Linked DNA regions of Danio rerio: region 2 is linked to region 1. Evidence: chromatin contacts called from public Hi-C data. All regions are on one chromosome and are shown on one strand. The core of a region is the stretch at or near the end of the contact, and the rest is flanking DNA. Distances in the headings are between cores, read along the strand shown. Region 1 overlaps itsn2a (intersectin 2a). Region 2 holds the start of mrpl19 (mitochondrial ribosomal protein L19).

Region 1 (6,148 bases), core at 1,915-4,414:
TAGTGACACATTGATCTTTGAATCTTGGCAGACACTTTTCATTCAGAAACAGCTATTTTATGCACTAAATGTAAGTTAATATCCAAAAAAGCATAATGGGGCACTTTCAATTGTCTGTTGGCTCACCTCCACTGCCAGCTCCAGGTCCTCCAGGTAAGACTCTTCTGTCTGAATGAGCTCATGGATGTAGCCTTGCCTCTTCCTCTCCTCAGTGCACATAGAGTCTAAACTAAGCAGGTCAGCACACCCTACTCACACAAAGAAAAACACGCAAACACCCACACACATACAGGAACGAGCAATCATCAGCAAACCAGATCACTACAGGATCTCACAGCTGAAAACTTTATTCCAGAAAATTCTGTTTCATGTAATTGTGAATTCACCCCACAGAAAAAAATGCACCAGAGCACAGACATTTAGAGCGACGTCTCTAAGATCTTTAAGATCACAACTGTGAGCTGCATAGCTGGTCAAACATGAGGGCAACATGTGTTACTGGTCTTCAGTTCTGTTGACTAGAACAAAGAGGCAGACTAACATTCTCGTGATCTACAACATACGATTGTGCTGATGTAACGAACAGTAATGACGAAAAGGGTAATTCAAGAGTAGCCATGTCAAATGTTTATTTTTTAAAACTTTTTTTATTTTGTGGTCCATCTAAAATGTTAGCATGTTCATAAAGTGTGCGTGTATGTGTACTGGTTTTGGTGGGTTACAAGGGCAAGTTTTTGTATGATGGCATGGTTATGACTAAAGTTGTTCTCTATTATGGTGGTTTACAGGGACATGTCTGATGTCCTTATAATTCAAAATGCTTAAAATCATACTTAATGGTGTCATTTGACATTCTAAATTTTACACAGGTTTCCAGTGGGGGTTGGGTTTAGGGTACGGTTAGGGTCATATAATTAGATGCATTACAGTATAAAATATATTACACCCAGTGCTTAATTTAAGCTTCTTGCCGGATCCTGTTCCAGGAGAAGTCTGATATTCATGTTCTGAGTTCCGGTATTTATTTTAACTTGTGCATGGTTAATACCTACGTGTGTGTGTGTGTCTGTGTGTGTGTGCGTAAGAGAGAGAGAGAGAATGTGAAGGAGTGCAAGCCAAGGTTGTGTGGATTGTGTGCATACACACATAACGGTAGTCACCATGTGCATGTTAAAGCAGAAGGCACGTATAGCTATAGACCCTCAACAATATTTTCAGCCAATCGGCTTACTTATGTTTATAATTACTCTTATTGGTTGGTAATTGTTTCGCAAGCAGTGAGCAGTGAAATTAACTAATGGCATAGTGGCCAACCTAAATAATATTTGTATTTTCAAAATGGAAAAGAGGCAGTCAAGCATACTTTCATTTTTTAAAACCACAAGTAAATCTGATGAGCCTGATCTAAAGATCTTGAGAAGATGAAACTGCGCAATTGGATCAGGATAGCGTGAGACAGAAGCAAAGCGATCTCAAGACTAAGTGAGTCATTTAATTGTTTTTTTTTTTTTTCACTTTGCACATAATAGTGAAATTATTCAAACAATTTATGTTTGTAGCTACATAACTGACCTATAACGTTATATGGCACAAAATAATCAAAGACCGTTCCAGGAATTATTCATTTACAAATTAAGAACTGATTACGCCTATGGAGAATCCTTGTAAACTATCAATACCAATATGTGTGTGTGTGTGTGTGTGTGTGTGTGTGTGTGTGTGTGTGTGTATGTATGAGATACTGGTAATATTGATCTTCATTCTCCTTACCACTTTGATAATGGGCAGATCGAGTTACTGAACACACAATAGACAATTGCGAAAGGTACTAGGTTCTTTTTTATTACATCAGAAATCCAAGGAGCCATTTTGGCAGCTTAGTTCCTGCAAATATCTATTTATACTTTAAAATAGAAAAATACTTTACATAGTATGGAGAAGTATTATTTTTAAAAGATGTTTAAGGAAAATTCAGTATCTCATGAGATTTCCCTTTATTTTACCCATTTAAAAAAATGAGAGAAAAAAGCAGTGGCGTCTAAAATGTCCCAACTTAACAGAAAACAATATATATGTCTGAAAGCCAGTGGAAACAAACAGATGTGTTTGTTTTCATTTTTAGCATAGTTTAAACAGAAAAAGCTGAAGGGGAGGGGATAAATCCAAAGAAATCTAGTCAAGGCTGAGTCTTGAGGCTGCATCGTGGACCAGAGCTGTGTTCTGATTGGCCAAGAAAAGAGAGGAAGAGGAAGCATTGGCCAGAGCTATCATCCTACAATAAAGCACAAATGAGGCGAATGACAAGAAAAAAGAAAGGAGGACAGAAGATGAGGGCAGAGGGGAGAATGAATAATGAAGAAATGGATAGAGAGTACATATTAGAAAACGATAGATAGATAGATAGATAGATAGATAGATAGATAGATAGATAGATAGATAGATAGATAGATAGATAGATAGATAGATAGATAGATAGATAGATAGATAGATAGATAGATAGATAGATAGATAGATAGATAGATAGATAGATAGATAGATAGATAGATAGATAGATAGATAGATAGATAGATAGAAGATAGACTATAGCCAAATATATCTCTCTCAACATCTCACCCACTAAATATGAGTCAAAATTGTGAGATATACAGTCAAGAATTGCAAGAAAGCCCAAGAACTCACAATAAAATCACAATTCTGAGAAAAATAGTCACATGAGTGGATGTAAATTCAAAAAACTGAGGAAAAAACTGAATTTTCAGACATAAACAGATATAAAAATGTAATATTTTTGTTTTGCACAACTATGTGTTTACTGTATGTCTCTGAATTTTAAGTTTATATCTCACAATGTCCATTTTTATCTCACTAAACTGTGAGTGAAAAATGTTTACAGTATGAGAGAAGCAGGCTTCCATGCCAACACTCTTTTATTTCAGTTTTGATTAACCTATTCCAATCCTCATAATCTGCCTACTGTACAAACAAACACTTCTGAACTCGAACTGAAACTAATAAAGCAGCTCTAATAGTACTCACATTGCTGGCTTGGATCACATTCTGTGGTCATCTTCACATAATTAGTTGGAAACAGCCCTGTGACCCCTGCGACCTCTCCTTTCCACCAGTCAGGGTTGTCCTTGTTCAGTACGGTGATCAGCTGACCTTTCTGGAAGCTCATCTCGTCCTTATTGGCTGCTTTGTAGTCATACATTGCAATAACCTGACACACTACAGGGGGAAGAGGAGAAAAACAGAGAGAAGAATGGATGGATGGAGTAGAATGGGACAGAGAAGGCAAAACAACAGTGACACCACTGCACACAAAAGCATGAATGAAAAAGTGTGCTGTGAGTGTGTTTGTGTGTCTTACATGGTTGAGGTGCAGGTGTTATTTTGCCGCTGTTGGCCTCCAGTAATCGGACATTAGAAGATTGAAACCAGCCCTTTTTACGCTTCTTACCCCGTGCCTACAAGCACAGACATTATTTTTAAAACTCTAGTGACTTATATTGTTATTATTCTTACGATAATATTTTTTACTCACTAAACATACAGTTGAAGTCAGAATTATAATCCCTCCTTAATTATTATCCCCCCGGTATATTGCTATCCACAATGTCTGTTTAACAGAACAGAATAATTTAATGGTTAATTTCTAAAAATAATAATTTTAATAACTAATTTCTAATCACTGATTTCTTTGCCATGATGACAGTAGATAATATTTCACAGGATATTTATCAAGATATTAGTATTCAGTTTAAAGAGCAATTTAAAGGTTTAACTGGGTTAATTAGTCAAGTTAGGGTAATTAGGTAAATCATTATATAAGGATGATTTGTTCTGTAGACAATGGAAAAAATATTGCTTAAGAGGGCTAAAAATATTGACCCTAAAATGTTTTTTTTTTTATTATTATTAAAAACTACTTATATTTTTATTTTTCAATTATAATTAAAACAAAAAGACTTTCTCCACAAGACAATTTTTTATAGGAAATACTTCCTTGCTCTGTTAAATCTCATTTGTGAAATATTTGAAAAAGAAAAAAGAAAAGAAAAATCACAGTAAGGCTAATAATTTTGACTTCAACTGTACCTGTTACTTAATACTCACACAAATATACTTAAGTTATAATTTAACCAGTTTAGTAAAGGCACACTATGTAATTCTCCACTAGATGGCATATATTCACAACAATTAAATGCACCAAGTATAAAACACTGTATTTAAGTGTACAACAACACTTTAATGCACAATAGACATACGGTTAGGTAAAGTGATGTGCTGACCTGTAGTTCACCAAGCCACCAGCTGTTTGAGTTCTTATGCAGCACCACGATCAGCTGGCCAGGTGTCAGACTCAGCTGCTCTGGTGTTGTTGCAGGACTGACTGTAGTCACCTGAGCAATTTCTGAAGACCAATAAAAAGCACACATTAATCATGTTTACAAATGTCAAAGAGCTCGCTGTGATCTTTATTTTGCTGTGATTGTAACAATGCTCTTAAATCTCACCTGGCTTTTTACTGGGAACTGCAGAACTGGCAGTCTAAAACAATAATAATGCAGTGAGCATTAAAGCATTACATGCCATCATAAATGTCTACTGTATTAATGCTTAACATAGCAACTTATTTCGAAACAATTTTAAACGATTAATTGCAATTAAAAAGTTAGTATTTACATATTATATGTGTACTGTGTACAATTATTATGTATATATAAACACAAACATACATAAAGCAAAAAAGTATACAAAGCAATAATTTCTCAAATATATATACTTGCAGATACAGTATATATATATATATATATATATATATATATATATATATATATATATATATATATATATATATATATATATATATATATATATATATATATAAAACGGCTTTTACCCCTCAGTTTCTTTTAAAATGTAAAATTAAAATTAGAGAAATATCATGCGATACAGGTTTTTCTTTAATCTTTAAAAATGTAAAATATAAAAAATAAATAAATCATATTTTACAGTCTAAAACGATCATTTGCAGGAACTAAGCTGCCAAATTGGAAAACCCAGTACCATCATTTATTAAAGTATTAAACCCGTAAATTAATTAATAAATAAGATTCAAACGATAACTAAAATTGCATAATAGTTTCAATGATTTGAATGTTCATACATCAGGTTCTTTGGGTTTAACATAGTTGGAGGGGAAAAGGCCGGTCTGGTCACCAATACAGCCTCTCCACCACTCTCCTTCTTTCTCTGTAACCAGAACCACATCCTCTGCACTGAACGTCAGGTCTCCTGACTCCGGACTCTCATACGTGTACAGAGCCACATACTCTAACAGGATTAAACAAACACAAACCAATAAAATCCAATCTAATGTCATAATATCTCATCTGCATGACTAGAAATGGTCCTATAATAATGTAAATCGAGTCCTCACCATCAAGCAAACCAGAGTCTGACACTTCAATCTCCTCCACGCTAGAATACAGAGGCCTAAAAGAGACACCAAAACACTTAAAAGATTTCCAGCAGGCATGTCAAAACTACATCATATTGACATTAAGCATGATGCAAAAAACATGTCAAGAATGCAAATCAATTTGGCGTTAAAACTTTAACATCCACTTAACATCCAATTATTGATGCCCTATTTTCATATATTTAATAAAAGAAAAGTTGTATTTATGTAAAGGATTTAATTCTGAGTTACAAATTTACACTGGATTTTATGTCCCTATAATGCAAGTAAACTACCTTGACGTCAAAACAGACATCTAACAACATCAAACAGACATCTAACAAAAAACATGTGAGAAAACGATTTCAGAACTCTTCTGTTAGCGTTTATGACGTGTTTTTGACAACATTATTAAATATTAATTTTATGTTGTTTTTACGTCATCAACATAGTCAACTGACATTAAATAGACATTCATTTTTGAGGTGTTTTTTATGTGGTTTTGAATTCAAGGCACCCACTGTGTTAGTCTCCAGCTATATTACTACAAAGATATATTTATTGCCTACAAAAAAATATATATATATTCTTACTCGCTCTGTGTATTATTGGTGGTGACCACAGAGACATGTGAACAGGGGAACCAGCCCCGTTTCTCCTTGAGTTCTCCGTACCACCAGTTCT
Region 2 (6,125 bases), core at 2,989-5,488, 76 kb after region 1:
CCCCACTTCTGCGCATGCTCCATCTGCTCTGGAGTCAAATACAGGTCAAAGCGGATACCCTTAATGTCAAACTTGGGGCGCTCCCAACGTTTAGACCACGGCTTTGGCTTCATTTTTACTTTTAACTACAAGAGAAAAAGAAAAGCAAACAAGAAATCTTTTAAATTTGGTGGCTAAACACCATAAGTGTACAATATAACATTACAGAACATCACAGATAAAGATGTTTGACTGAAATGTCCTACCGGATTGACTGGGATGTCTTTCGTGAGCTCATAATGGACAGGTTGCATGTCAAAGTCAAAAGTGCTGTATTCAGGCAGAGCGTCCCTCAAGTACATGAGATTGTCATCCAGTCTCTTCTCCAGCTTTAACACTTCAATCTTACGCATACGTGGACTGTACAGCTCATAGCATATCTCTACTCCTACAGTGAATAAAAAATATTAAATTCAAATCCATGACTGAACGGTAACAAAAGTAAAATGCACTAGTAATGTAATCATATGAAAAAAAATATATCAAGATTATAATCATCCAAAATTGTCAGTTATCTATATTATCATGCTTTTGTTAAAATGACTCGAAATATTAAATGTCACACACACACGCACATGCGCACACACACACACACACACACACACACACACACACACACACACACACACACACACACACACACACACACACACACACACACACACACACACACACACACACACACACACACACACACACACACACAGTTTTGCAGCTGAAAATGAACAAACAACAAATAAAAAGCTTTATGGGCTTTATTGCAGCTTTAAGGAATTTAAACATGCATCTCTGCATTTAGGATTTGTTCACTTATGTTTGCATTACTTCATGTTTGTAGTTTGTTGTGCTTTTTTTAGGTACATTTGCTCATATTTAGAACAGCTTGTGTGCCAAAGCAGCTTACTCTGCGTTTTTCTTATTCGCCTTATTCTTCGCGTAGGAACGAGAGCAGCCATTTAAATCTATTTGACTTGAGACTTGTGGTCACATTCACTTCCATTAATTTTTAGACATTAAAAACAGCTCATTCTGCTGCTTTATGTTGCAAAGTGTTATTTTCTTATTATATTATTCTGCTTTGTCTGTATCGTCATGCGAACACTTGTTTGCAGAGCAAGTAGTTTGACTGTTTTCTGCCATTTATTATTTCTAGTCATTTTTCCCATAAGCAACTGGATCGGAAGTTCTAAAACAAATAGCAAAAACGAGTACTTCTGCATTGCAAAATTATTCATTTTTATTTTATGGTGAGCTTTGCTGTGATGTGAATTTCCCCTTTATTTTATTTATAAAGTCTAAATTAACTAACTAACTACTCTCTGTTTACCATTTACTTTCATTTGTAATTTCTCCATTGAAGTCCAGTATTCACTATTGTAAAGTGAATTTCCTGGTAATTTAATAATTTATCAAATTTACAGTTATCAAAATTCGATTATATTGACTCAACATTTCAGCGCTTTAGAACTTATGGGCTGCATCTGAAAGCAGGATTCATTCCAAGATTGGAAAGCACTAAGGTGTGCCTAAATGCTAATCTGGCATCACTTCTTGTCTGCTGAGATTCCTTCATCTGATTGTCTTCAGACGTCATTTTGTGTGTAAGTTTTTGACCAACCTTTCCCACTTTTGATGTTGTTTCTAGCGTGATGTTAGTGTTGTGTAATTTAAATAATAAAAGTAATCACTAAAGCTTTATTTTGTTCTACATAATTAAAATGTTATGCTGCTTTAGCAGTCTGTCCAAAACTAAGCTTCCAGACACACCCATAATGAAACAAACTGAAATTAAAAAAAGTTTTTGTTTGTTTACCTTGCCCATCGATGACATTCCTAAGTATAAAAGTAGCACCCAATCCTTTTCCAGAGCGCTGAGTGCAGATTCCAACAAAGCGATTCAGGTTCCCGCTCGCGTAAGGATCTGTCATGGTCACTGCTAAAATGCTGCCTACATGAAACAGTAAAGAGAAATGCAGTTTATAAAGGAAGATTTATTTTTTCCAGTATTTTTATCTTTCTAGCAGCACATACAGAGCTAGAGTAGTCTGCATTTCTTACCAACGTAAAACTCTGGAATCTGCAAAACTTTCCTCCTCTGTATCATATCTTTCCGTTCTATATAAAACTTGATTTGGTCAGTGCGCTGGCGAGGAGGGATGAACTCTGGACTTAAAACCCTAAAATAAATGAAAGCACATTGAAAAATGCTACTCACATGCAGTTCAGTTTTAATGTTAAAAAGTGAAAGACCAAAGTAGCTAAACGTGTGAATCATACATTACACAACTGACAGTAATATCCATAAGAGGCAACATTTGCATATTTTTTTAATTAATATTATATTGATTAAATGTATGATTATAGTAAATCAAAAATAGTAATATAGTAAATGCATATTAGGTGATACAGTGGTTCAGTGGAAAGCACTGTTGCCTTACAGCAAGAAGGTCACTGGATTGAACCCTGGCTGGGTCAGTTGGCATTTCTGTGTGGAGTTTGCATGTTCTCCACACGTTTGTGTGGGTTTTTCTCCAAGTGTTCCGGTTTCCCCCACGGTGCAAAGACATGCGCTATAGGTGAACTGAATAAGCTAAATTGGCCATAGTGTATGTGTTTGAATGCAAGTGTGTGTGATTGTTTCCCAGTACTGGGTTGCATCTGGAAGGACATTCGCTGTGTAAATCATATGCTGGATGAGTTGGCGGTTCATTTCGCTGTGGCGACCCCTGATTAATAAAGGGGCTATGCCAAAAAGAAATTGACTAAATGAATATTAATGCAAGTGATGTTTCTAATGTTTCACCTAACTTTAAATAAAAAAAATTAAAAAAATCACAATATGGGTAAGATAAAAATTCTGACAAATGGACAAAATCAAGTGGCAAAGTATAAATATTTTAAATTGCATTGAATTAGTATTATAAATTAGTACTATTCTGTCAAGATATTCGTCAAGAAAGTATTGTTCTTGAACATTAAGATACACATATTAGTTCAATGTCAACTTAAGAAACAGTCCGTACATTGTTTACTTTGGTACTTTGATTATTTAGTGTGAAACCGCATGTAATAATGACTTCAAAACATTAGCACTATTTAACTGACTGTGAACAACGTTATACTTTTCATTATTATTGGCTGATAATATTCATTCAATTATTTTCTTCAGCTTAGTCTCTATTTCAGAGATCGCCACAGCGGAAATAACAGCCAACTATTCCAGCATATGTTTTACACTGTGGATGCCCTTCCCACTGCAACCCAGTATAGGGAAATGGTCGATAATATGATGACCCAATTGCACAGAATACTTTTCTGAAATTATATTAAGATGAAAGTCTGAATGTGCAAATGTAAAACCAACTTTACCTCCGTTTCTTACCTCAATTTCTCAGTTTGCACTATATATGGGTTTGCATATGCACAACTCTGGTTTGCACTCCTTGTCATATGCCCTTAAGTGTAATTGTATTGTTTACAAATGTTTATTTTCACTTATATTCTTAGATTATAATATATCTGTAATTGTATTTTTTGTTTCAAAAAATAACAACAATAATTCTATTTTTTACATTAATATTACACGTTTGGCATCTAGGCAATTTCGATTCTCTTTATATCCTGTACATGTAGTTGATTTGACAATAAAGCTGACTTTGACTTAAACCACACATCTGACAAGATTGTTTTGTTACATATTTGCTGTAATACTACTGAACGGCGTTTTAGTGGCTGTCATGTTCCGATTTCTAATGAATTATGTGTCACCTAAAGAAGCAGGATGGTGCAAATCAAAGCATAATCATATCCACATTGTACATACCGCCGGACTGATGCCTCTTCTTGTGATTTGTCTGTGAAAACGGGTTTGGTCGGAGGGATGAATTTTGAAGGTCCATCTGACGCGTGTCTCATTACCGATGTCGACAAAAACCCTAGACATGAACAATAGAATGTTTTATGTAGAAATTAGTTTAAATATCAGGCACAGACAACAATCTGTATGCTCTTTAATCTACCACAGAGTCGGTGGTGTTTTTTTTAAGTATAGCGTCATTAGCATTCTTCTATTATTATCAACCAACATGAACTTTGTAATGTGTAATAGTTACATACTCTCAGTCTGAGGTATATTTCTTAAAAATCGTAACAAGCCCATCATTTCTCTCGCCCTCCTTGTGCACGCCGCCATGTTTGACCTCTGACAGTGGAGTGTGAACATGAAACATTCTGATTGGCTGTCTAGCCACAATAAAGAAGAATGTGAATGGCTGGATGAAGGGAACCCAAAATACAGTACAAGTTTACTGCATATGACTAAGAAGTATTACATTATTTTAATATAATTGTTGATTATTTTTGTATTCATCAATTATATATATTTCATTTATTAACACATTTATTAACTTGTAATAAAATATGTATTATTCATTTTAGTGTGATTTGTTTTAAAATTATTAAATAGTTTTTATTAATTGTTTGAATCCTATTTAATTAAATTGTTTTCTTACTGATTCGATGTGTTTAATTCATTTATATGAATTTATTTATCTTAGTATGTTGCTCGATTTTTTATCTCATTCTTATTTTTTAGTAAAATAAGTTAGCGTAGCGTTTAGATGTTAGCGTAGTGCATTGCATATTAAAACGGTGTGAATGGTGATGTTTTTTTAGGGCTTAATCAATGAAACTGTGCGCATGCGCCGAGGGGCTGATCCTTGGAGATCCTTGTGGCGGAAGGTTCGTGTTTAGCCCGAAGACGCACGTGGATCAGTGTGCCTTGTCTGCGGTGGTCAACAACACCATCACAAAGTGGACTATCTAACACTGACGAATCTACCAGCGGACTGCTTGAGCCACAGAGAAGTAAGATATTCGCTTACTAACTTTAACCATCAAACTTCTAAACTTATTTTGTTTGCTTAGTTACTTGTAACTTACAGTATTTATTTAAAGTGGCTGTGATATAGTAACTTATGCACCTAAAGGGTTGTTAGTAATTCGCTGTACCTCGTCCACACTGTTGATTTAACATTAATACTTATTATAATAGTATTGTTTACAATGCTTACGGGTTTGTGTCACTATTTCTTTATTTTAGAGATTAAAATGTATATGCCTTTATTTTTTAACTAAATTGGTGACCCCGGGCCCTTACTAGACTGTTTTTGCCTGCCTTGATGCAACCCAAACTATTTGTTTGACCCCTGACTTAGTTCATATTGATAACTCATTCCATATAGAAGTCAGCAATTGTAAGTCTCTATGGATCTAGTAATTACTACATTTGTAAGTCAATATAAGTTTTTCCTTTGAAAAGTTAGCTGAGATTTTAATAAATATTTAGCCAGTGCACACACATACAGGACCTGCTATACAAGTACAGTAAGCATAGTGGGAAAAGGTTTGCAGAGCATTAAATGAATGCTTTTTCTCTGTCTTTCTTCAGGATCATGCCTGTCGTGCGCTTCTACAGGACAGAGGAGACTGGAGAGGCTCGGGCCATAAGAAGGATTGCACAGCTGTATCCAGATGTCATTATAACAACAGAGCTTTGCTACAATGTAGAGCTGGATGGTATGAAAATATCATATAAAATGGAAAAACTATTGTGGCTATGTTGACAGTTGTATTTAAATAATGCTTTATGCAATATAGATTGTTACAAAGCAGCTTCAAACTTCTAAATTATTCTGCTTAATTCGTATTATTAATTAAACCACACTGCATAATGTTACTGTTTTTATTGAGTGTACGTCAGTTCTGTGTTGATACAGTTCAATTTAGGGCTGCACAATAGATTGTTTCAGGATCAATATCACATTGTGATCATTCCCAATGGTCACATCGCAGGATATGAAATGTTAAGTTTATATTATAATTAATCATTTGCATGCGTTTTTTTTAATGCCTGTGATTGTATAATACCTTTAAAAAGCATTCAGGCTTAATAAATTGTACCATTTGTGACTTAAACTAGGAATAATATTATTGAATTATTTTTATCATTTCGTTACTGTACTTGAATACTGTTCAATAAAAGTACTCAAGACACTTCTAAATACAGAAATGCACTGCAAATAGCA

What was found. A called contact is a pair of places that touch in the nucleus more often than the background predicts.
Region 2: a contact with region 1 is called in a Hi-C map of embryo, with 1.8 times the contacts expected there. The contact joins the promoter of mrpl19 here to the enhancer-like site in region 1. A contact is called at or near these places in 3 of 18 Hi-C or Micro-C datasets (caudal fin, embryo and an unstated tissue) and 2 of 4 datasets of contacts at active chromatin or transcription factors (caudal fin and embryo).

What each region holds. Positions count from the first base shown.
Region 1 is chr20:28,042,212-28,048,359 of GRCz12tu, forward strand. It overlaps itsn2a (intersectin 2a), which reads right to left. Exons shown (of 38, transcript NM_001144800.1): 21 at 6,058-6,148; 22 at 5,444-5,549; 23 at 5,171-5,335; 24 at 4,518-4,551; 25 at 4,293-4,414; 26 at 3,371-3,467; 27 at 3,037-3,228; 28 at 127-248. Among named protein-coding and RNA genes, the nearest start is that of fam228a, 19 kb to the left of the region's middle. Within about 2 kb of position 3,165, at least 6 of the 62 cell types and tissues checked have an H3K27ac peak or open chromatin away from gene starts, as enhancers often do.
Region 2 is chr20:28,116,745-28,122,869 of GRCz12tu, forward strand. mrpl19 (mitochondrial ribosomal protein L19) reads right to left here and starts at 4,239. Exons shown (of 6, transcript NM_001003544.2): 1 at 4,156-4,239; 2 at 3,863-3,974; 3 at 2,098-2,216; 4 at 1,853-1,987; 5 at 246-427; 6 at 1-125. The coding sequence starts at 4,231. pfas (phosphoribosylformylglycinamidine synthase) reads left to right here and starts at 4,827. Exons shown (of 29, transcript NM_001045202.1): 1 at 4,827-4,905; 2 at 5,489-5,616. The coding sequence starts at 5,493.